7 separate regions of the Mus musculus genome follow, and all the other regions are linked to region 1. A link is a contact called in public promoter capture Hi-C data. All regions are on one chromosome and are shown on one strand. The core of a region is the stretch at or near the end of the contact, and the rest is flanking DNA. Distances in the headings are between cores, read along the strand shown.

Evidence for each region. Promoter capture Hi-C pulls out the DNA fragments that hold promoters and counts their contacts.
Region 2: a promoter capture Hi-C map of pre-B cells shows a contact between it and region 1, with 5 times the contacts expected there. A contact is called at or near these places in 3 of 39 promoter capture datasets (cranial neural crest, neutrophils and pre-B cells).
Region 3: a promoter capture Hi-C map of hippocampal neurons shows a contact between it and region 1, with 8 times the contacts expected there. A contact is called at or near these places in 7 of 39 promoter capture datasets (the 3T3-L1 cell line, hippocampal neurons, liver and 3 more), 1 of 130 datasets of targeted methods (astrocytes) and 1 of 9 other capture datasets (liver).
Region 4: a promoter capture Hi-C map of hippocampal neurons shows a contact between it and region 1, with 8 times the contacts expected there. A contact is called at or near these places in 3 of 39 promoter capture datasets (cranial neural crest, hippocampal neurons and pre-B cells) and 1 of 9 other capture datasets (macrophages).
Region 5: a promoter capture Hi-C map of liver shows a contact between it and region 1, with 7 times the contacts expected there.
Region 6: a promoter capture Hi-C map of hippocampal neurons shows a contact between it and region 1, with 5 times the contacts expected there. A contact is called at or near these places in 3 of 39 promoter capture datasets (hippocampal neurons and liver).
Region 7: a contact with region 1 is called in a promoter capture Hi-C map of pre-B cells, with 4 times the contacts expected there. A contact is called at or near these places in 3 of 39 promoter capture datasets (cranial neural crest, erythroid cells and pre-B cells) and 1 of 484 Hi-C or Micro-C datasets (B cells).

What each region holds. Positions count from the first base shown.
Region 1 is chr19:9,897,824-9,900,883 of GRCm38.p6, reverse strand. Incenp (inner centromere protein) reads left to right here and starts at 1,395. Exons shown (of 19, transcript NM_001369356.1): 1 at 1,395-1,545. Gm50340 (predicted gene, 50340) reads right to left here and starts at 1,206. Exons shown (of 3, transcript NR_168101.1): 1 at 864-1,206; 2 at 1-16.
Region 2 is chr19:7,340,012-7,343,227 of GRCm38.p6, reverse strand. Mark2 (MAP/microtubule affinity regulating kinase 2) reads left to right here and starts at 1,368. Exons shown (of 18, transcript NM_007928.3): 1 at 1,368-2,060. The coding sequence starts at 2,007.
Region 3 is chr19:12,797,123-12,800,073 of GRCm38.p6, reverse strand. It overlaps Lpxn (leupaxin), which reads right to left and starts at 1,495. Exons shown (of 9, transcript NM_134152.4): 1 at 1,395-1,495. The coding sequence starts at 1,407.
Region 4 is chr19:7,493,158-7,496,617 of GRCm38.p6, reverse strand. It overlaps Atl3 (atlastin GTPase 3), which reads right to left and starts at 2,180. Exons shown (of 13, transcript NM_146091.4): 1 at 1,957-2,180. The coding sequence starts at 2,002. It overlaps Gm52401 (a long non-coding RNA gene), which reads left to right and starts at 2,824. Exons shown (of 2, transcript XR_003952920.1): 1 at 2,824-3,001.
Region 5 is chr19:12,631,612-12,634,706 of GRCm38.p6, reverse strand. Glyat (glycine-N-acyltransferase) reads right to left here and starts at 1,399. Exons shown (of 6, transcript NM_145935.3): 1 at 1,101-1,399.
Region 6 is chr19:12,500,464-12,503,689 of GRCm38.p6, reverse strand. It overlaps Dtx4 (deltex 4, E3 ubiquitin ligase), which reads left to right and starts at 1,694. Exons shown (of 9, transcript NM_172442.3): 1 at 1,694-2,683. The coding sequence starts at 2,473.
Region 7 is chr19:6,978,820-6,981,779 of GRCm38.p6, reverse strand. It overlaps Fkbp2 (FK506 binding protein 2), which reads left to right and starts at 1,316. Exons shown (of 6, transcript NM_001166368.2): 1 at 1,316-1,386; 2 at 2,639-2,807. The coding sequence starts at 2,643. It overlaps LOC114841036 (Uncharacterized protein LOC114841036), which reads left to right and starts at 1,340. Exons shown (of 6, transcript NM_001370419.1): 1 at 1,340-2,466; 2 at 2,639-2,807. The coding sequence starts at 1,530. The coding sequence ends at 2,330.

The sequences.
Region 1 (3,060 bases), core at 146-2,645:
CAAATGGCGCCACTCCCTAGACCAAGAATATACAAACCATTACAGGTGGGATCAACAAAACCCTACAATGGTGTCTGCCTGCAAGGTATGTTGGGGCAATAGTGGCACAAACCTGTGGCAGTAACCAACCAATATCTGATTTGACCTAAGGCCCACTCCACAAGATCGAATCCTGCTTGGGTGAACAACAATCTGAGACAAGATAGCTCAGGGACCTAGGGTTAAACTAAATACTACTGTTCTACTAAAGGAACATAGCAATAAAATGACTCCTAGTGATTGACATTCTGCTACACTCAGATCATTGCCTTGCTCAGCCATCATCAGAGAAGCTTCCTCCTGAAGCAGATAGGAACAAATACAGAGACTCACAGCCAGACAGAGTTTGCACAGCTCTGCATCAGGTTCTTGCATATATGTTATGGCTTCCAGTGCTTTTATGGAATTCCCGAGTGTTCGAACAAGTGGGTCTCTGGTCTTTGTGCCTTCTCTTGGGGCTTTTTTTCTTTGTTTCATCCAATTCAGATATGATAGGTTTTGTATTATCTTATGTTTTACATCTTAGTTTATTATTATCCCTTAGAAGTCTGTTTTGAAAGGGAGTGGATACAGATGGAAGGGGAGGTTAGAACTGGGAGGAGCAGAGGGAGGGGAACTGTATCAGGATATAGTATGTGAGTAAAGAAATCTATTTTCAATAAAAGGAAAAACAATTTAAAAATAAATAAAACCCCTCTGTTTAATCTGTCCAGGGACATTTGTAGTTTCGCCCACCTCTTGGCTACTGAGAATGATTCTATAAAGAAGGTGGAGGTGTTTTATTTTACAGGTGGTGGTGACACACCTTCAACTCAAGACTTTACCTTTATATGTGGCCAGAAAAATTCTCCGTTGTATGTGGCGTCCAATCTGGAGGGTACTTAGCAAACACTTCCGGGTGACAATCGGAGGTCTAAGGAAACATTCTGTAACTATATGCCTGACTGCTCTTGGAGGGAAGGCTCTGTGAGATTTGCAATGTGTTTCTTTTTACTACTGCAAAGTAGCAGAGCTGTCATTCCGAACGCAGAAGCATTCCGGACTTGAAACGAACCAAGCGGCTGGCTCGAAGATAAATAGGCATCCTCCCCAACCAAGCCTGCCTTCGCAGTGCACGCAGGGACTTGTAATTCGTCGCAACCACTTCCTCGCCGGGTAGATTGCCGCAGCTTCCGGAAGTTGGGGCGTGTTAAAAGCGTCAACGTTCTTCTCCCCGCCTCCTAGTCCCACAGATTGACAGCACTAACAGCCAGCAGATAAGCGGACTCGTGCGTCCTGTTACGTGATTGGTTTGGAGTTTTGTAACCGCCCAGACAAACTTAAGGGGAATTGGTTGAGCCACAATTTTGAAAATCGTAGATTCGCCCGCGCTCTTCGCCCGGTAGGTCCTCGCCTGCGGCGAGCTCGCGGTACTGGGAGTCCAGCCGGTCCGGCGTGGCGGGAAGCTTAATCTGCGGAAGCCGCGGACTGGAAAAGGAGTGGTCCGGGAAGACGCGGCGCCGCCGGGTGAGTGAGAACGGGCGTCGGGAGTCGCAGGGTCGCGGTGTTCGGCCACTGGTCCCGGCCTCTTCGCTTCCCAGGATGGGCCAGGGGAGTCACTTTCGCCTATGGGTTGCTTATGGGTGTGGGGATCACTTCCAATGGTTCTAGGCTTGGAGATGAACTTCGAGGCCCTGCACTTGAGTCCTGGGATCCGAGAATGGTCAGTCCTCTTCCCCGCACGCCGGGCCTAACACCTGTGCAGAGCCTGGGCTGCTCTGTAAACCCGGACTTGAGTCTTTTTATGGCAACGGCTGCTCAGCTTCGTCCCAGCTGAGCAGCATTTAAAAACTGACCCAGCTCCGGAGACCGCCCTGCTACTTATTTTGTCATCCCCGCAAGCGTAGGCTCTTGTCAGCGGCGCAGTTCCCTCCAGCTTCCTGCTGCCAAGCGTTGGGATTGTGTCATTCTGAGCTTGAAACTATTGTCCTGGAGGCCTGTGGCTAGTGGTTAAAAAACATTTTAAATCCAGGCTCCGCCCTCCGATTTTCTTGGTGACTTTGACCTAGATTTGTATGTGCATGGGTATCTTGGAGTATGTGGCAAAAAGGAATTGAGAGGTTTCTTGGCATGGAGTAGGACTCTTGAGTGGAAGAGCAGTTTTAGCGATCGATCTTCCTGCTTGGAGGGGTGTGTGTGGGGAGAAATGCTTAGTTCATTTCCTGCACCCCCAGAGGAGATGGCAATTGCTAATCTGCTGAATGGCACAGAAATAGTATTTGTGGAGAGGAAGTGACCTTCCTTCTCCCATGGTAGGGTTTGTTTATTTCGTGGACTGAAGGTGAAGTTACCCAGGAGTCTGATTCTTGTTACACCTCCTCCTTTCCTCAGAGTCACCTTTTCTAACTTTTCAGCGAGGGCTTGCTAGAAAGCACATTTCCCCATGGAAGAAGAAGTGTGGTATTGGACTTGGTGAAAGAAGCGCTCACTCCGATTGTAGCATGAGCAGACATTTTGTAAAATTTCCCATTTGTTACTTTCTTATAGCTCCTCTGCAAGTCTTTGGAGTCCTTGTGCAGTTTTCTCTTCTCTTTGCTGGCCTTGAACTGATGAGGCCTTGGACTTGGCTAGGGCTGTTTTCTGGTGCAGGGGGATAGGGAGACTCAGTGGAGAGGCCATGCTGATGAGTAGCTGGCTGCACAGTTAATGCTTTTTCCTAAAGGCTCAGTGCCCCTATCCATTCGGTTTTGCCCCAGTTAGTGCTGCCTTTGGCCGTTAGGTCAGGGTGTGTTTTGGCCTGTTCTAACATGTGCCTACTGAGTTGCTCACTGAGTGTCCCAGTGTGTGATGGTGAGACAACCTTTAGGATTAGTTGATGGATGAATGAATTCATTCCACAAGTGCCAGACTCTTTTGTTGCTGAGGAAGGCACAAGGCTTACCCTCAGAGAGCAGGTTAGTGGGTAGAGGCCAGCAGTAGGCAAACATAAACAATCACTCATTTGCTGTGCACATAGCTGGAATCTGTGTGTGAGATCTTGGC
Region 2 (3,216 bases), core at 119-2,618, 2.6 Mb after region 1:
TTGGTGCACACCTTTAATCCCAGCCCTTGGGAAGCAGAGGCAGCTCCAGGAGTTCTTGGTCAGTCTGGTCTACAGTGGGAAACTGTGTCATAGAATCGAAACTAACAGCAGAAAGGAAATGTTATGTGTAATTTAAAGAAATATTTATTTGTATGTGCCTATGTTTGTGCTTTTATGGGTTTATGTGTATCACTGGCATGCGGGTGCTGGTAGAGGCCAGAGGGCATCATTTCCCCTGGAATTGAAGTTACAAGGGGTAGGGAGCCATCTGATGTGGATGCTGGGACCTGACCAGATTCTCTGGAAAATAGTACAGGCTCTGAATGAGCCAGCATTCTGACCTATGTTGTAGTATTTATCTATTTAACTTTTGTGTATATGAGTGTTTAGCCTGTATGTACGTCTGTGCAACCTAGTGGAAGCCAGAAGGTGTCAAACCACCTAGAACTAGTTAGACAGTTGTTAACCACCATATGGGTGCTGGGTACTAAACCTCAGTCCTCTGGGAGAGCAACCAGTCCTTCCTCTTGACTTCTGAACCATCTCTCCAACTCATTTTATATATATACATATACATACATATGTATATATATTATACACACACACATATATACATATATAATTACATTTTTATTTAGTGTATAGGGTAGCATGCTCATGGAACAATGTTTTAGACTTGGTTCTCCCCTTTCACTATGTGGATCCCCATGGATCAAACTGAGTTATTTTGCTGGCCTTTGTTATGTGATTCCATGCCAAGATCACGCAAGCATTTTTCTCAATACTGAAAAAAATACTGTACCTTAAAGGTGTGTTAAGTTTCAAGGACGCTGACCCAGTGCCTGTCCGACCTGGTGTCTGTCCCAGGCTTTACAGAGGAATGAGGGGACTGACTCAATATAAGGCTGACATAGACTTCTAGAAGCCAAGATAGTCGCAAGATGGGCGGGTGTGCAAAGCAGGAGACAGGCAATAGGATGACACTACACTTGGCAGTTGACTCACACGTTGATAGCAAGGTTGAGCGATAAAGTGGGTTTTATGAGCTAAACATGCGGATGGGAAGTTGGCGTTAGGCTCAAAGGACATCAGTTGTAGGAACAGCTAATAGCGGTATTTTCTAAGTCAAACAACAGGTACAGGTGACCCACGCCTGTTCAAGGTTTGAAAATAACCGAAAACTGACGGAAAGAAACGAAGAGATAGATTCTTAGCCTCGGCAGCTCTCGGGTGTTGCCGGAAATGGCTGACTACCGCTCTCGGCCGAGCGACGGAACGGGGGCGTGGCCGGTTTAGCACACGCGGAGCCTCTTCGGCTGTTTCCGGAAACTGCCGAAAGCTTGCTCCAAGTGGGCGGAGAAAGGCCGGTAGGCGTGGCTGCTGGTTGGCTCTGGAGGTGCGGGGAGTCTCTTCGTGGATTTCCGTAAACAGAGCCGAACCTCGGTCTTCGGAATCTAGGAGGTGCGCGCGTCCCCGGGGATTACCTTCTTCGGTAGTTTCCGGAATTCACCCATCGTCTGGGCCGAGAGGAAAAGGCTCTTCCCCCTCCCGTTCCTAGTTGTTTCGGATGTTTCCGGCTCTTGCCGGCGGAAAGAGCCGAGGGCTGGCGGTGGTGGCGGCCATGTTGGGAGCAGCAGGTCCGGCGGCGGCTGCCTGTGTGTCGGGCGCGGAGCAGTGCGGCTGAGGGCAGGGGAGGAGCGAGGCAGGCGGCCGGCTGCGGCGGTTGAGAGTAGGCGGAGCGGCGCGGCCGGGCCGAAAGGCGGCACAACCCAGCCGGGGGTCGGGGGGGGGGGTGCGGTCCGGAGCCGCTCGGAGCCGGCGAGGCCTAGCCCGAGCGGTGCATCACCGGGCTGGCGTGAGCCATCGCCCGGCCTCCCCGCACCCCCGGCCGGGGCCCATGCAGCGGGTGCTCCTGCTGTGAGAAGCCCCGCCCGGCCGGGCTCCTAGCCTTCCCTTCCCTATCTTCCTCCAAGCTTCTCCATTCCCTCCCCTGAGATACCGGCGCCATGTCCAGCGCTCGGACCCCCCTACCCACGCTGAACGAAAGGGACACGGAGCAGGTAAGGAGCCCTCAGGGCTCCCCTAATTCTGTGACTGGGCCCCTGCACCTTACGGAGGCTCCCTCCCTCAGTTCTCCTCGTGCTCCTGCTTTCTTCTACAAGCCTAGGCTGTCATCTGGCCCTGGGTTCCAGCCCTTCACATCCCTCTTCCGAATCCTGACCTGGGACCCACGTCGTCCTGACTGAACTGCACACTTGTATTTCTGCCAAACGCCCCTCGCCTCTCACCGCCCTCCTGCGCTCTTCCGTGCTATCTCCCCAGCTTCCCCCTCTCTTCCCTTTTCTCTCAGGGGCCTTTCTGGTCTTCCTCCACCCACGCTTAAAGCAGCCACCTTCCTGCTCCTCGAATAATACCCCGCGATTTGCCGCGGATTGTTGCCCACCTCTTTCTGCATCTCTCTAGCTTTGTACCCTCTCTACCCGCACCGGCTCTCACAATCCTCGGTTTTCTCCCTCAAGAGTCCGTGTCTCGGGAGTGTGTTCTCGGTCCCTTTCCCCTTTCACTTCCCCAGCTTTTTCTATCCTCCTTTCCCGTTCCAAATTGGGCTCTCCCTGTTGCTTGCAACCCACCAGCTCCACCCTCGTCACCTTTCCAAATCGTTCGCCTACTCCTTGCTCATCACTTTCCCTTCTTTTCGGCAGGAGCTCCCAGGCTCCTGGCACTGGCATGTGTCGCTTCCGTGTTTCCCATACAGCTGTCATGCGCATAGTTTTCCCACAGGTTGCCTTTGGGGTTCCAGTCACCGCTCCCTTCAGAGTCTTTGGATCACTCCTGTTCTCTTCCCCCTGGGGTTTGGCATTTAAGTCCTTGGGCCTCCTGTCTGAATGCTCTTCCAGATTATCCCTGGGCTCTCCTCTACCGTGGGAAAGTCAGTGTTTTAGTCTGGCTGTATTAACATAACCTGTTGCTCACTCTTTTGCGGGCTGCATCAGCTGCATCAGTCCCTACTTTACTGCCTACTTACACTGCAACACAAATTCCGATACTGTCTTTCCAAACTGGTGGCTGTCACTTCTCATAGTATCATAGTATCTTTCTTGTTTGCTACTTCCTATTGCTCAACCTTCCCCCATCTCTCTTACAATACCTCCTTAATCAGTGCTGCCTTTCCTGTCCTAATGGGTCTCCTCCTCCCCTCCCAGTCTGTTTACAGCT
Region 3 (2,951 bases), core at 246-2,745, 2.9 Mb before region 1:
TAAGGCTGTATTTTGGACTTTGATATAGAACCCAATTCTTTTTTATATAATATTGGTTACTTATTCTTTGAGAATTTGATGTGTGTGACCTATAAAATAAAGCAAAACTAAGATCCTACCTGAAAAAAAATGGTAAAACTCGATGAAGAAATGCAAATTTCCTCCAATACCCACACAGGATATGCATTCATCAAATTCTCAAAGAATAAATAATCAATATTATATAGAAAAGAATCTGGATTCTATACCAAAGTCCAAGATACAGCATTAACCACAATATTGAACTACATTTTACTGACAAAACAGTTAAGGATTTATTTAAAACACCCTTTTTTCCCTCAATAATTTCTATTCTCTTCTTTGTTCCTCTGTTTCTCCAGTTCTTAAAACACAACCCCAATAATTATTTTTAATGACAATGTACAAGCTTTGCATCTTATTATTGTTGGAAGTTTTTGCATAGCTACAAACACAATGTGGAATTAATACAGCTTGAAAAGTGGGTAAAAGTAACTTTGTGTAGCGATAACAAAAATAAATAGGTGATACAGATAGATGGATGGATGGATGGATGGATGGATGGATGGATGGATGGAAGGACAGATGGGCAGGCAGGCAGACAGGGAGGTATGTAGATGATAAAAAGTTGCCAAGGTATATGAAATGAGCCCCAAGGAGACAGACTTTACAGCTCCAGGCTTTTTGACCTAGGTTTCTCTGGACACAGTAGCCCAGCGGCACTTCTACTGACGTTTTCATTACCTCAGAGTGAAAGGATGGACTGTTTTTCTTGAGAAGCAATCTGCTCCTTCAAGATTTCTCTAAATAAAAAGCAACAAAACCTACTACAGTGATGGTCTACCTGTAGTCTAACAGTAAACTACAGAGAAATGAAAGCACTCTGGCCCTTTTGCAATCTCTACAGACCCTTTACACTGCTCGGTCATTTCACTGTCCTTGCACTATCCTCCCTTTCTCCTGGTTTCCTTTTCTTTCTTCTCTCCTTCCCTTCCTTCATTTAATGTCTTCTTCCTTTCCCATCCTTTTTTTTTTTTCTTCCAGTATCATATCTCCAAGCTGTAGAGCTGCCCTATGACCTCCAGTAGCTGCCAAGGGAAAAGGCACTTTCAATTACAATTCCTTCTGTTTCTTTGGCTGTCTGGTCTCAACGCTCTGCCAACTGTGCCGCTGCAAACAGCAACCCCATAGCTCCCCCAACAATGATAGTTCCTCCTGCCTCACTCTTGTTTGAATTGAGGACAGAAGTGAAAACAAAAATCTTTCAGTCCTATCCTCAGTTTGACTAGACCACACTTCATCATTACAGATGGGGATGGATGGCAGCCAGGCCCCCACTTCCTTAGAGCATCTTCTCCAAAGGCCCCTTCACTCACCCAGCTCTTCCATTGTCCTATACCTGCGATGCTCTAGTCTCGAAGATTGTGAAGAACTTTGTTGGCATGTGGTGAAGAAGAGGACCACAACGGAACTGAATGAGACAGTGCGAAGCAGCCTCTGTGACCCCTTTTGGTTCCTGTATTTGCTTAGCACTTCCTCACTTTTGATTTGCTGAATACTTTTTCTTTTCTAGTAGCTCAGGGTTTTTTTTTTGTTTTGTTTTGTTTTGTTTTTTGGTTTGTTTTTTTTTTGGGGGGGGGTTTTATATGTTTGTTTGTTGTTTTAATTGTGCTAACAGAAAAAGGCAGGTTGTGCAAGATTGAAGTTTTGATGCTACATTGGCCAAGGTGGCTATAAAAATTGAAAGTTAATTCTTTTTTTAATTTAAACACCTACTGTATTCAAGGGCTTATCTTGAACACACATAGAAATTTTAGGCTTATACTTAAAGAGTTTTCCAAGTTTAAGTTTCCCATTGCCCACTGCAGGCTATTTTCTGTCTCCTTCCTTTTCTTTCCTTCTCTTCCTCCTCCTTTTCCTATAAAACTAGAAGACCATGGAAGTACAGGTCCTTTCTTAAAATTTCTGATTAAATAGCATCAACTTCATTTCACTATTTGTACTTACTTAGTACAGCTGACCTCACTTCCCATACAAACTGTGATTTTTTAAAACAGACGTTTTAATAATTGTGTGTGTGTGTGTGCTCATGTAGGCATTCATAAGTTGTAAGAGTAAGAAAGCGCTCTCCTTGTACCACTGGGGTCCCACAGATGAAATTCATCAGACTTTTCAGCAAAGTGCCTTTATCTGCTAAGCAATCTCACTGGCCCAGATTATAGATTCTTTAAAGTTGAAGAGAAGTGGGTTCACTTTTGAATTCTCTGATCCTGGTTTATCCAGTTATTCAACATTCAAACGTCTACAGAATAAGGAAGAATCAATTGAGAAGATTTAAGATACTGGGTACTAAGCTTCCAGAATCTGAATTACAATTCCTGCTCAGTTCACAATTTCTCCAAAAAGGTGAGAGAGGTAGATTTTTATCTTATTGTGCCTTTGTTCATCTCAAAAGGAAACAAACAAACAACAAACGCATTTAACAGAAAATTGCCTAGAAAAGGCAGTATATAAAGAACTATAAGTATGGCCCTGTGAAGTGGGTTTTGTCCCAGTGTTTACCAAGAGACTAACAGGAATAGGGAGTAATAACTGGCTAGAAGAATAGAATAAAGGGATAGTTTTGTAATGATCATCTTTTAAAAGGAACAAGTCATTCATTTTACTAAAACCTTTTTTAAGAGGCTCGCTTTTTGTATTACTTTAAGCAGCCATTGGATGTCAGTGCTGTTCCAAACGTGCTCATTGCAAACAGCGCTAGAAAATTCATTCCTACTGATACCGTCGGGTTTTAGAACTGAAAAGGACACTAATCCTTTGAAAGCGCAAAACTCGGTAGACTATAAAACATTTGCCTTATCTGTGTGGCAAATGAGCCAGATGCTGGGAGGAAAAGAAGAAAGAAAAATGAACTTCTTTAAAAGTCTAAAATT
Region 4 (3,460 bases), core at 931-3,430, 2.4 Mb after region 1:
TAAGTTGTGCTAAGAATAGTGGGTATCTGAAAACTAGGAAGAGGTAGTCAGATCTCCATAAGTTCATCTTCAAAAGAAGTTCCAGGGGCTGGTGAGATGGCTCAGTGGGTAAGAGCACCCGACTGCTCTTCCGAAGGTCCAGAGTTCAAATCCCAGCAACCACATTGTGGCTCACAACCATCCGTAATGAGATCTGACTCCCTCTTCTGGAGTGTCTGAAGACAGCTATAATGTACTTCCATATAATAAATAAATAAATAAATCTTTAAAAAAAAAAAAAAAAAAAAGAAGTTCCAGACCAACCATGGCTACACAGTGAGATCCAGTTTTTATTTTTTTAGTTTTTTTTTCCAGACAGGGTCTCACTGTGAGAACCATGACTTTTTTTTTTTTTTTTTTTTTTTTTTTTAACACTGTTGAGAGGAGCCCTAAAAACTAGGGTTAAGGGCTATAAAAGCACAAAACTGCATTCAATCCCTAGCAGCACAAACCAAACTGTTCTTCCTTACTAAACACTAAGAAAATTATTATGGCATACAACCACACCTCCCTCTTCTGTTTTGTTTTGTTATTGTTTGTGGGTTTGTTTGTTTTCAGGGGGTGACTTGTTTTGTTATTTAGTTTGGTTCATTTTGTTCCCCCGAACCCAGACAAGGTTTTTCTGTGTAGCCTTGGCTGTCCTGGAACTCGCTCTGTAGACCAGGCTGGCTTTGAACTGAGAAATCCACCTGTCTCTGCCTCCCAAGAGCAGGGATTAAAGGCGTGCGCCACCACCACCCCTCAACTGTTTTTCTTATGGTTATGACTATTACAAAAGACAGTAAACTACCGAAAATAAAACAATGTTGGTATTGGCCTTATGCTTCACTAGGTGAAAATGTTTTTCACCCATACATCCCCTCACGCATGTAAAAGCTGCACAGGAATTTCTAGAATACAAGCTGGTTTTCGTAGGAAGCAAAACAGCCCTCATTTGATGTTGCAGTTTGTATGTAAGCTGAATACTGACATAGAGTACAAATCCTTAACGTAGGTTTTACTTAACTCCACTTCTCCAAAACAAAACTGAGAACCATGACGTTTTAGACTGCTAGGGGTTTTTTTTTTTTTTTTTTTTTTTTTCTTCACCTTTTGCAAAACATTCCACTTCGTACTCAAATTTGAAGACTGGGGTTTGCTAAAAAATTCTTCAAACACTACTGTTGACTCTTCTTTTTTTTTTCCTTTAGATTTCGCAACTGAAACTTGCAATCATTTCAGGGCCATACCCATTAAACAAGCACAGTGCCAGGTAAAATGACAGGCGAAACTGCATCCATGAATTTACGGAGGGACTATTTGGTTTTCATTTAGTACTTTTACCACCTCATTTTATGTCTCCGGCAAAGCCAAAGGAACCAAACTTACTTTAAAAAAAAAAAAAACAAAACAAAAAACTTGCAAAACAAAACAACCAAATTTAGGCCAATTCTTTTATCACCAAACATGGAGATAAGCGCGGGTGGAAAACGAACTTTACTAATACTTGTCAGTATCTCAAGGTCTTTTCGTTTAAAATAAAACCTTTCAACTCCAAGGCTGCACCGCAGCATTCCAGCACTTTAAGGCTCAACAATAAAGCCTTCCGCCGATCCCGGCCCGTTAAGACGGACCGCCAACCTCGCTTCCCGACCCGGAGCGCGCCACCGCCCGGCACGCCCTGCCCAGCACAGGGCGGAGCTCGACGGGCCAGAACACCAGGCCGCAGGAGGCCGCGGGCTCCCGGCGGAGACTGGGAACGTTCCCCGCTCCAGGAGCCCCGGCCCTGAATTCCGAGCCGAGACACCCGGCGGTGCGGCCTCCCGTCGCCACACCAAAAAAGGCGGCGGCAGGGACGGCTTGTCACCTCGGAGCCGAAGCACTGGGAGGCAGCGTGGGTAACCACGGACCGGGTCCCGGGAAAATTGGACGCCTCACCTGCTCCTCTCGATGCCACCGCTGCAGTTCGCTGAGGGGACAACATGGAGCCTCCTCCTTCAGCAGAAGTAGCAGAGGCAGAGAAGACAGGAGCGGGTTGAGGCTGCCCTGGAGGAGGGAAACAGGCGGAGCCTGGACTTGGGGAGAAACCGAGAAGGAGGGGCGCGCGGAGAAAGCCTACAGCTCAGGAGACAGCCCTGCCGATGGCGCAGGGCGTGACGAGGGCGGGAAAGCGCACGCGGCCGAGTCCCGCCACCGTTCGGTGCGCGTGCGCCGGAGCGGGGATCGTGCCGCGGGTACCTGTGACTGCGTACTGGAATGTCGGGTCCATCGGGAATTGTAGTTCGGCGTTTTCTTGGGCCCGGCCCCTCTGACCCGGGTGTTCGCCCTCATCCGGGGCGTAGAGGAAACGGAGGACAGGACTGGGCCGAGTGGGTCTTCCTACCGCTGAACTACAACTCCCATTAGGCCTTGCAAAGGGAAAAAAATGAGGAGGGCTCTCGGAAGACCCTGCCCGGCGCCTAACCCGGGGACCAGGGCCGGGCTTTGGCCACCCGGTTCCCGCCGGGAGCCCCCACCCGGCCCGCGTGCTGGGCTCTGGTGTTCCTCGCTGGCCAGGACTACAGGTGGTGGTATGAAAGAATTAACATGATGACGCGAACGCTTCGACTTTGACTTCACAAGGACAGACCATCGTGACTTCATTATCATCACCATCACCCCTAATCTCTGATCTGACCAAGGCTTACTAAAAGCTAAAGTAACGCCGGTCGTGGTGGCGCACGCCTTTAATCCCAGCACTTGGGAGGCAGAGGCAGGAGGATTTCTGAGTTCGAGGCCAGCCTGGTCTACAAAGTGAGTTCCTGGACAGCCAGGGATACACAGAGAAACCCTGTCTCGAAAAACAAAAAAACAAAACAAAACAAACAAACAAAAAGCTAAAGTAAGACCTTACTAAGTCAGGCTCCGGGTGGCACGCTGGTAATCCCAGTACTGGAGACCAGGAGAGGAGGATCAGGTGTTCAATACCTTCCTGAACTACATAGTGAGTCTCTGTCTCATTTTCGCGCGACCTCAGACTATTCTGAGCCATGACCCACCTTTTGTAAACTTTAGACTTCTAGGACCGTGATTCAAAGTTACTTTACAAAAGGAAGTTGTTGGGAAATGCTTTTATTCATACTTGACATATTGTGAAAATACAATTTGCCACAACTAAATACTGTTTTCTAACAAATCCTATAGATGGAGGTAGTGTCACCCCAGTGACTTGATTTTTCCTCACCATTGTTTCGTTCATTCAGCAAATGTTTTCTTTATTCCTTCGGCCTACCCTGAACTTCCCTCTATCTCTACACCCTGCCAAGCCTTTCAGCTATCTTTACTTCCTGAGCAATTATGCCAAAGGTTATGAGGTAAAAATTATTCGTAGCCTACCTAAAGAAATCCTGTTTACACTTCTTTAACCCCTCTTTGAGCCCCTTTACCCCCCAAACTCTCAAGA
Region 5 (3,095 bases), core at 150-2,649, 2.7 Mb before region 1:
CCCCACACCTTCAGGAATGATATACAGTGAATGTAGATGTGGAGAAAGTATTAAAAGTCCATTAAAAAACTGCAGGACAGGTCATAAAATCACTCCTAAATAATACACAAAACATGAGTTGTAAAGAAAACATAGGTAAATTCAAAATTAGGCTGTCTTCAGATGCAACCTTTGAACATAAAATTTGATTAATAATTAAATCATTGAAGTGTGAATTCTTGCTTCCTTTCCAACTTTAAGCTTAATGACGTTCTTGTCCATCATGTGCAGAGAAACCTACCTAGCCTGTAATGAAAATGGAAGGATGAGCACAGGAGCGTAGTATTTCCGTATAGTAGGTACCATAGTCATCCATTTCCAAAAACCATTTCTATACTTACTTGCACAAAAAGAACATCTAAGAATTTTTCATTGCATTTGATAATGTACCTTTTATAGAATACATGCATGTTATGTATTTCTTCAAGTGAAATTGCTATTTTTCCCTCAGGCATTTTTAGCACATATTCTGGGGTTCATGTAGTACCATCATTTTTGTATCATTCACTTGGGAGGAAGAAAAGGTTAAAAGGCACATTGCTCTCTCTCTCTCTCTCTCTCTCTCTCTCTCTCTCTCTCTCTCTCTCTCTGTGTGTGTGTGTGTGTGTGTGTGTGTGTGTGTATGCTGTCAGAGTGAAACAATCAACATTTATGTCAATAGATATTGAGAATCTTGTTTTTATGTTTGGCTAGCACAGCTGACACCCTGGCCTGGGACAATGGCTCAGCAGTCAGAAGTGCTTATGCACAAGATTGGTGATCTAAGTTTGATCTCCAAAGACCTCAAAAAGGTGGTAGGAGAGAATCGACTCTACAGAGCTGTCTGTCCACTATCCTTCACAAGTGGGCTGTAGCACATGTGCCCCAATAAAAATAAGTAAGACAGACAGACCGATAGATGATAGACAGATGGATGATAGATACTTTAAAAAGCAGCTAAAATCTACTCATTGCCTATGCATCTCACACAACCATTTTATGATCTAGAGTTCCTGTGTGTTAATTTGGCTTCCAGACTCATTCATTTTACAGATCTCTGCTACTCTGAGACAAATCCTTACCTGGAAAGCTGTCTCAGCAATCTTCGTAAAAATGGACTTCTGAGAGATGAAAGTCTGATACAGCAGGCTTGGTGAGAACCGGAAGAGTGAGTGAGCTTTGGTGAATCTCTTTCAGAAATTAACTGAACTGAGGCAGAAAATGTGGACTTTGCTCTAAGCCCGTTGACAAAATCTTCAGCTTGTCAGGTCTCCAGAAATCTAACTCTTCCCTCCTTTGCTGATCTCATGCTGTAGGAATCGGCTCTGCAAGATGAGGCTGACATTTGCCTTCTGAACTACTCTCTTCTAAATATCACTTTGCTCTTTGCCCCCACTTGCCTTTACTATAGAAAACAAAGACACCATGAGTCAGCAGGGTGGAAAGGGGCAGTTAGGTAAGCAATACCGTCTTCCTTCCCATTCTCATCATCAAATATCTGCAACAGCAACAAGGCAGGAAGTCTGATTCATAGAGCTGAATATTAAATTGCTTTTTCTATCAATGCCAGAAAGGGACTTGCCTGCAGTGTTAACACAGTAAGAATGCCTTTTCTCAGGGTAAAATGCAGTTCAGCTCGGCCCATTTTGAGGATACTGTTAAACTTCCAATGACTTGCTGTAGGGACTTCTTAACCTAACTTTAAGGCAAATTTGCATCTAATTATTTTACATGATAAGGATGGCAGGGGCCAACAGCATGTGTGGAGGACAGAGGACAGTTTGTGGGAATTGGTTCTCTCTCTACACCATTCCCTGGGTCCTGGGGATCAAACTTACGTTATCAGGTTCACTCTGGGCCAAGCTCACTTCTATGGAGACAGAAAAGAATGACCACTGTGGTAAAGTTAGAAAGATATTTAGTCTACAGATGTCTATTCCTTTTAAAATTCAACAAAGGGGCTCTATTAAATTCCCATATTGTGTAAGATACATTTTGATTTTTTCCACAATAGTAAATGATGTTCTATATTAGCCTCCTCTATTACCCTTTCTTATCTCCTCCCCCTTTTCCTCTTCCAAGTTTCCTACCATACCTCTGTTTTACTCTCATTTATAGCTTCCAGATATGACAGAAAATACTTTTCTTTAGGGGTCTGCCTGTTTCACAGATGACCTCCATCCAGTTCTGTACATTTTCTTATAAGCAAAGTAATTACGTTCTTATTTTCACTTAATAATGTCCTGCTGTAAGTGGATATAATACACACCCATCATCCATTCATCTATTGATGGCTATCTTGTCTATTATGAATAGTGTAGTGGTAAACACAGGTATGTGCCAATCTTTGTAGTAATCTTTGATTCTTTCGGTATGTCCCTGAAAGTAGTATGGATGGAACATGTGGAATTGTTTTTAATTTCCTTCAGAAACATCCATATTGAGTTCTGTGGTGACTGAACTAGTTTACATTGCCAGCAGCAGTGTATAAGAGTTCCTTGCTCATTTCATTGTTGCCAGAAATTTCTGTTTGAGTCCTTTGAGGTAGGCATTTTGACTGGAGTGAGATGGAATTTTAATATAATTTTGATTTACACTTTCCTGGTGATAGAGGCTTTTCTTTATAAATTGTCGATACATATTAACACTTGCTCCATCTCTCTAAGAACAGACAAGGTCATTAAAAAGTTTTCAGCCCCAGATCTGCTATGTGTAACCACTATGGAGGGAACTTTGACAGGCTAGGGTCCCTTTGATCACTATCATTTTCCTAGCTAGTCAGGACTTTTGCTAAGGCAAGAAGAGATGCTCAAACCAGAGAACCAGGGAAAGTAGGTAGCTATGATCTACATAGATAGTCAAAAGAGCTTATATGTTCCTTCATTCAAAAGACTGGCACTGTGCAAACTTACACATTTTTTTTTTTGTCTTCTTTTGAAATCCTGAGTCATCTAAGCACAGCAATTGACATTTCCATCACTTATTTGAAGCCATTATGGTTGGCCTTGATTTTCTCCATAACAAAGCTATACTGAACTATTTTGTTACCATCAATAGGGTAAAGCCATCAATTATGT
Region 6 (3,226 bases), core at 445-2,944, 2.6 Mb before region 1:
TTCCCTGGACTGGGCGAAGTGGGTGTGCTGGGTTCTGGTGATGGTGAGTGGTCTTGGTTCCTGTTAGTAAGATTCCTCCGTTTACCTTTCGCCATCTGGTAATCTCTGGAGTTAGTAGTTATAGTTGACTCTGTTTAGAGATTGTTCTTCTGGTGATTCTGTTACCGTCTATCAGCAGACCTGGGAGACAGATTCTCTCCTCTGAGTTTCAGTGCTCAGAGCACTCTCTGCTGGCAAGCTCTCTTACAGGGAAGGTGCGCAGATATCTTGTATTTGGACCTCCTCCTGGCCGAAGAAGAAGGCCCAAAACAGGACCTTTCTCAGACACTGTGTTGCTTTGGCAGTTCCCAGGTGGTACAGACTCTCACCTAAGCAGACTAAATTCCTAAGTTCCTTGGAGTCCCAGGACCAAGATGGCGACCGCTGCTGCTGTGGCTTAGGCCGCCTCCCCTGCCGGGTGGGCACCTGTCCTCCGGTCCGGAAGGTGGCCAGCTGTCCCCGGCCCACACAGGGTGCTGCCTCAGCGCCTCTGTGCTTCTGCCTGTTCCAGAAGCTGTCAGGTTCTCTGGCGCACCCTCTCACCTGTTCAGACTCACAACTAATTACTATATATTCACTCTCTCTAACAAGTTACCCAGGCGCAAATGTTTTCCTGTGTTGTCATTCATTTCACTTCTACTATACTACCCTGCCGTGTTATCGTGGTAGACACAAGAAGACGGAGTGCAAAAGAGAATGGTCAGAAAGTAAACGTTAGTTCTTTCTACTTCCTGTTTGTCCTGCAAGCAGACAGTTAAATATTTCTTAATACCCACCCACACCTTTCCCCAGTTTAAGTTTCCTCTATCTGGAAATTTCTAGTTTATCTGCTTAGGAGCGGTTTTCTGTTTGTCTCCTCAAATATAAAAGGAGCACATGAAACTATGGAAAAGCCATTCCAAAAAAGATTAACAATCTCATTACCAATATAAGATTGCTCCAAATTCCAGCTTCACTTTGTCAGAACGGATTCATTGTGCAGTTCCACCCACGGAGAAACAAAGTGTGTGTTTTCTGACAAGGTTAATACATAATTCTCTTTAAAATGTCTAACTTAATTCGTTTGGAGACCTGGTCTGGATATGTGGCATGAAATTCTCCATCTTCTTGCTTCTCAAGTGTGGAAGTTGCCCGTGTGATGTACCATGCCAAGCAATAATGTGCAATACAGGCTTCAATCCCCTTAGTCAGAACCCACTTTATATTACTTTCCTCTTTAGCCATTGATGATCAAAATGAGCGAGTCTAGCTTGCGTTTGTTCTGCTGTCTCATGGTTTTATTTACATAGACACTGCAGGATGAATTAGTCTACCTTGTGTCTTCTAACAGAAAAATTGGACAGCAAGAACTTCTTTTCTCTCTATGTAAACGCAGGGAACCCTTGGCACTGGCTCTCGATGGTCACAAGTGTGTGGCCTTTGACCTGCACTTGAGGATTTGGACCAGCAGGGGGCATGGAAGCTCTAGATCGCTGGTGCTAGTGGCCATGGGGCGTGGCTTTTGCATCTTTGATGGACAGCTAGGGAACGGTGCAGACGAGGATGAGGTAATAACGGACAGAACAAGGAGAGCGTGGGGCAATTCCTGTGTGTGTGTGTGTGTGGGTGGGGGGTGTTGCGTGCGTGTGTGGGTGTGGATGTATGTGTGTGTGACAGAGAGAGAGAGAGAGAGAGAGAGAGAGAGAGAGAGAGAGAGAGAGAGAATGCGTATGCATGCACGAGCTGTAGGGAGATGCGAGCCTCTGAGCTCACGCCGCGGACACGGCCGGTGCTGAGCTGAAAACAGACAGACAGACAGTTCCATATTTGAACAGGCTGCAAAGTTGGGTCCTGGCAGTGGCAGCTGGGACCGGGATGGCGCGCGTGCTCTCGAGACTGGGGGACCAGGGAAGCCTCCGCGGGCGCGAGCTCGCCTTGGCGCTCTGCCCGGGAGGGGCGACTCCTCCTGGAGGCCACTGAGCCGAGCCGCAGGGAGGGGGAGCTGTGCCACCGCGGTCGGCTTACTCGAAGCGGAGAGAGGGCGGAGGGCGTGACCGTGCGGCGCGATCCACGCGGGCGCCCGCGGAGCCCGAGGCGCAACTGGTGCGAGGCGGGTGCAGCGTCGCGCTCGGGCCGCGCGCCCCCGGGTGGCTTTGCAAGGCGGGGCGGCGAGTGCGCAGGGCCGGGCCTTTGCATGAAGCCGCTGGACCCCTCGGAGCAGCGGCAGAGGCGGCGGAGCCCGGCGGAGCGCAGTCGGAGACGGGCAGCTCCGGGGTCCGTGTCCCAGTGCCTACGCGGCTGCGGACTCCCCCATGGGCCGCAGCTGAGGCTTCCCGCAGCGGTGGGGCGCAGACCGGGGGGCGCGGTTGAGACCCGGAGGCGGCGGCGCCGGAGGAAGCGCAGAAGGCCGGGCCCGGGAGGTGGGCAGCACCGCGCCGCAACCCCGGGCTCGCCATGCTCCTGGCCTCGGCAGTGGTGGTGTGGGAATGGCTGAACGAACACGGCCGCTGGCGTCCCTACAGCCCAGCCGTGAGTCACCACATCGAGGCGGTGGTGCGCGCTGGTCCCCGCGCCGGGGGCAGCGTGGTGTTGGGCCAGGTGGACAGCCGGCTCGCGCCCTACATCATCGACCTGCAGTCCATGAACCAGTTCCGCCAAGACACGGGTGAGCCATTCACATCTCTTGTCTGTCCCAGGAGCTCCCGCCTCGTGGGTCCGCTGTGATCCACCCAGTGGCCAGCTTTGCTCACTGGTATCAGCTATAGGTGTTGAGGGCAGGTGCTTCTCTTCCCTAGGTCCTCACAGGATTCCAAGACCACCTCCAAGTAAATGTCCTTGCAAGTAGTTTAAAGAGTCTTGATTATACAACCCAGCCTCAGCCTAGCTGCAGGAGAACCCCTTTATGCCCCCATCAGCCCCTAGTAGCCGTTTGTGCAAGAACTCTAGGGTTTTGCAAACCGCCTCCCACCCCCCAAGAAATGCTGACTCTTCAGCAAGACATTACTTGAACCTCTTGGCTCACACCTGCTCACACTTGCTCACACCTCAGTTCACCCTGCTTTGCCTCAGGCACCTTTGGGCCTAACATACACTTGCCCCCACCCCCCACCCCCTTTCAACTTTAATGTCTATATGGCCCTCTTCTAGGGACCCAGCCTTCCCACTGTCAGCTCCTGGGTAAGAGACTTGGGGAGGCAAAGGGATCCCC
Region 7 (2,960 bases), core at 67-2,566, 2.9 Mb after region 1:
GGATTCATCAGCTGCTGTTTGAGATTCCTAACCTACTTGGTCCAGGCTCAGTGTCTACCCTTCTCCACTGTCCTGGGTAGTGTGGGAAGGCTAGCGAAGCACCAAGGCTTTGGCCTGCTACAGAACATTCAGGGACAGAAGTAACTGAAAGTAGCCGCCCTAATGAAGGGACTGACACTGAGGTCATGATCTTGGTGGTATCAAAGCAGGAGTAGGGTAAACTAAAGAATTCCTCAAGATGATGATCATCACATAATTACTTACCCATCCATGAGAGTCTCACATAGCCTGCATGACCTTAAACTTCCTGGCTTCATACATGTTTGGCAAATATTACTGATTTACTGCATCTTCAGCCCTGATGCTGCTTTTGAACTTTCTCTTTTAAGAAAATGTCTCCTGTATCCTAGGCTGACTCAGAATTCTTCATGTAGCTGGAATGTCCTTGAATTTCTGATCCCTCTATATCTACCTCTAGAGTGTTGACATTACAGTCATGGGACAGCACACCATTTTTTATCATGTTTAAATAACTTTCTCAGCAGTGATATTGGTGATCATGCTCTGGCTCAGTGAAGGTTAGGATTTGAGAGCTAAACATTCAGAACCCACTAAGCTTCATCAGATATGCAGTATGCTTCTCTTGGGGTCAACATCATGATTATCTTCCATTGGTATCTGAATAAATGGTCTTAGCAGGGCAAACGGCCTAAGACGGGTATGAAATCACTAGACTCCATAGCCTAACTCAGGTTTGGCTTCCTCTAAATTTCAGGATCTTTAGGTTAGAGAATGTGTCTCCTGGGCAGTGAATGATAGACCTGGCCCAGGAGACGTTTGTTCACCCACAGATGAGACTTGACACTGTAGACCACAAGATGAAAGGGGTCCGCATAGCTCAGGGCCATGTGGTATGGGTGTCATAGAGCGCACCACCAAAAGAACGAACTTAGTCAAGGTCACGCAGCCAGCCAAGAAATGAAAGAACTAAGATTCAAATCCGGGTTGTCGCTCCGAACCCCTAGCCTCTTCCCACAACAACTACCCAAAGGCGTGCCGGTCAGGAAGTCAGCACGGTGCCTGCTAGAACCCCTCCAGGCGCGTGCAGTCATACTTGCTTGACCATGTCACCTTGGCTGGAACTGCCTTCTGTCTCTCGGACACAACTTTTGCCAAACTAGACCCGGAATCTGAACCCCGGAAGTGACGTTGTCACGCAGTCACTCAGGAGGCAGGGCCAAATGAGAAGCCCCGCCCATAGATGCAGCAGCGGGTTTTGGACGGTCCAATGAGGGCGGGCAGCGTGTCCCGCCCTGTAGCGACGAAGACGCGCCTGCGCAGAAGTGACAGCACGAGCGGGATTGGCTCCGGGGGCGCGGCGAGGAGGTGAGCGGGGGGCCACAGCCCAGGCTGGGGGATCCGGGTGCAGGAGGGCAACCTGGGGCAGGCCGGCCTGAAGCGGGCCGGAGTCCGCGTGCCAGCCAGGGGCAGCAAACGAAGGAATTGGGGCTGGGGTCCGGCCTCTGGCAATGCCGCAGGGGGCGGGCTCTCACGCCGTACGGGGCGGAGCCCTGGGGCTCGGGGCGGGGCGCGGAACAGCGGTGGGAGGGACAACGGAGCCAGTGCGAGTTGAGGGCGGAACCCAGTGGCCCATAGCTGGAGTAGGAGGCGTGGGGGGCGGGGCTTGGGGTTTAGAGGAGGAGCTGGAGCAGGTGGAAAGTGGAGCCTTTGGCTCGGAGACAGAGGGCGTGAGATCCCAGTCGTTGGAGGTGGGACTTCAGTCAGTGAGTGGCGTGGCCCCTCTGCTGGAGACTAGGTCTAACATTGCGGAGGGTGGAGCTGCAGGTCAGGGGGCGGAGCTTCACGCCGTAAAGGGTGGGGCCAAGGAGCCTTGCGCAGAGCTAAGCTTGAGCTATGGCCGGGGGCGTCCACGCGGGGGCGGTCTCCGTGGTGGCCGCGCCTGGGGTCGCGGTAGACCGAGAACTCCCCCTGGAGAGGTGGTGTGGGTGGAGCGAGCTCGGCGCCCTGCTGACTCTGAGCCAGTTTGGGTTCCCCGGAGGCCCCCAAGAGCTCAGAGTTGGGGAGGTGCCCCTGGTGGAGGAGGCACGGGGCCGGACTGGGGGGTGCCCCCGGAGGACCGGGGCTCCTCAGAGCCACCTAGTGGAGATGTGTGGGTGCCTCGGGGCCGAACACCTGCAGCAGCCGCAGATGTGTGGGTGTGCTGGACAGGGGGCAGCTGGGTGTGGCGGGAGTGGGGTCGTCCAGTCGGGACAAATCCGGTGCAATCAGATAGGGTTTGGACTTTGCGTAAAGGGGCTAGCGGGAACTGAAGAACGGAGATGGGGACTGGGAGGGAGAGAAGGTCAGGTAGTGAGCAAAGGGAGGGGGCACTGGCTGCTGTGGCCTCCCCTGACCCCCTCCCCTCGCTGCTGGGGTCCTCGGTCAAGCCCCCTTCTCACTGGACTGGTAAGTGTGGCTACAGAGCCCAGGGGAGGGGGTGGTGACCCAGGACTGTGGGATTCCCCAGAAACAGGCAAGATATAATGGGGAGTTGGCGTCCTCCTGATACAGACTGAAGACGTCCCATGACTCCACCCCCCAGTTTTTTGGTTGGGGGTGGGGTGGCCTTTGCCTACAGAGACATGAGGCTGAGCTGGATCCTGACAATACTGTCCATTTGCCTGAGTGCCCTGGCAGCAGCCACGGGGGCCGAAGGCAAACGGAAGCTGCAGATTGGAGTGAAGAAACGTGTGGACCACTGTCCTATCAAGTCTAGAAAGGGAGATGTCTTACACATGCACTACACGGTAAGTGTCAGAGTGGAGCAGCCTCTGGGGCTTTGGCAGGTTTCAGGACCTGAAAGGACTTTGGCATCTGTTTTTTCTCAGCTAGGTAGATAACCTCAAACACATCTATCCCCCTTTGACCTCTAAGCTCCTTCCCACGATTCTATCTTGCTT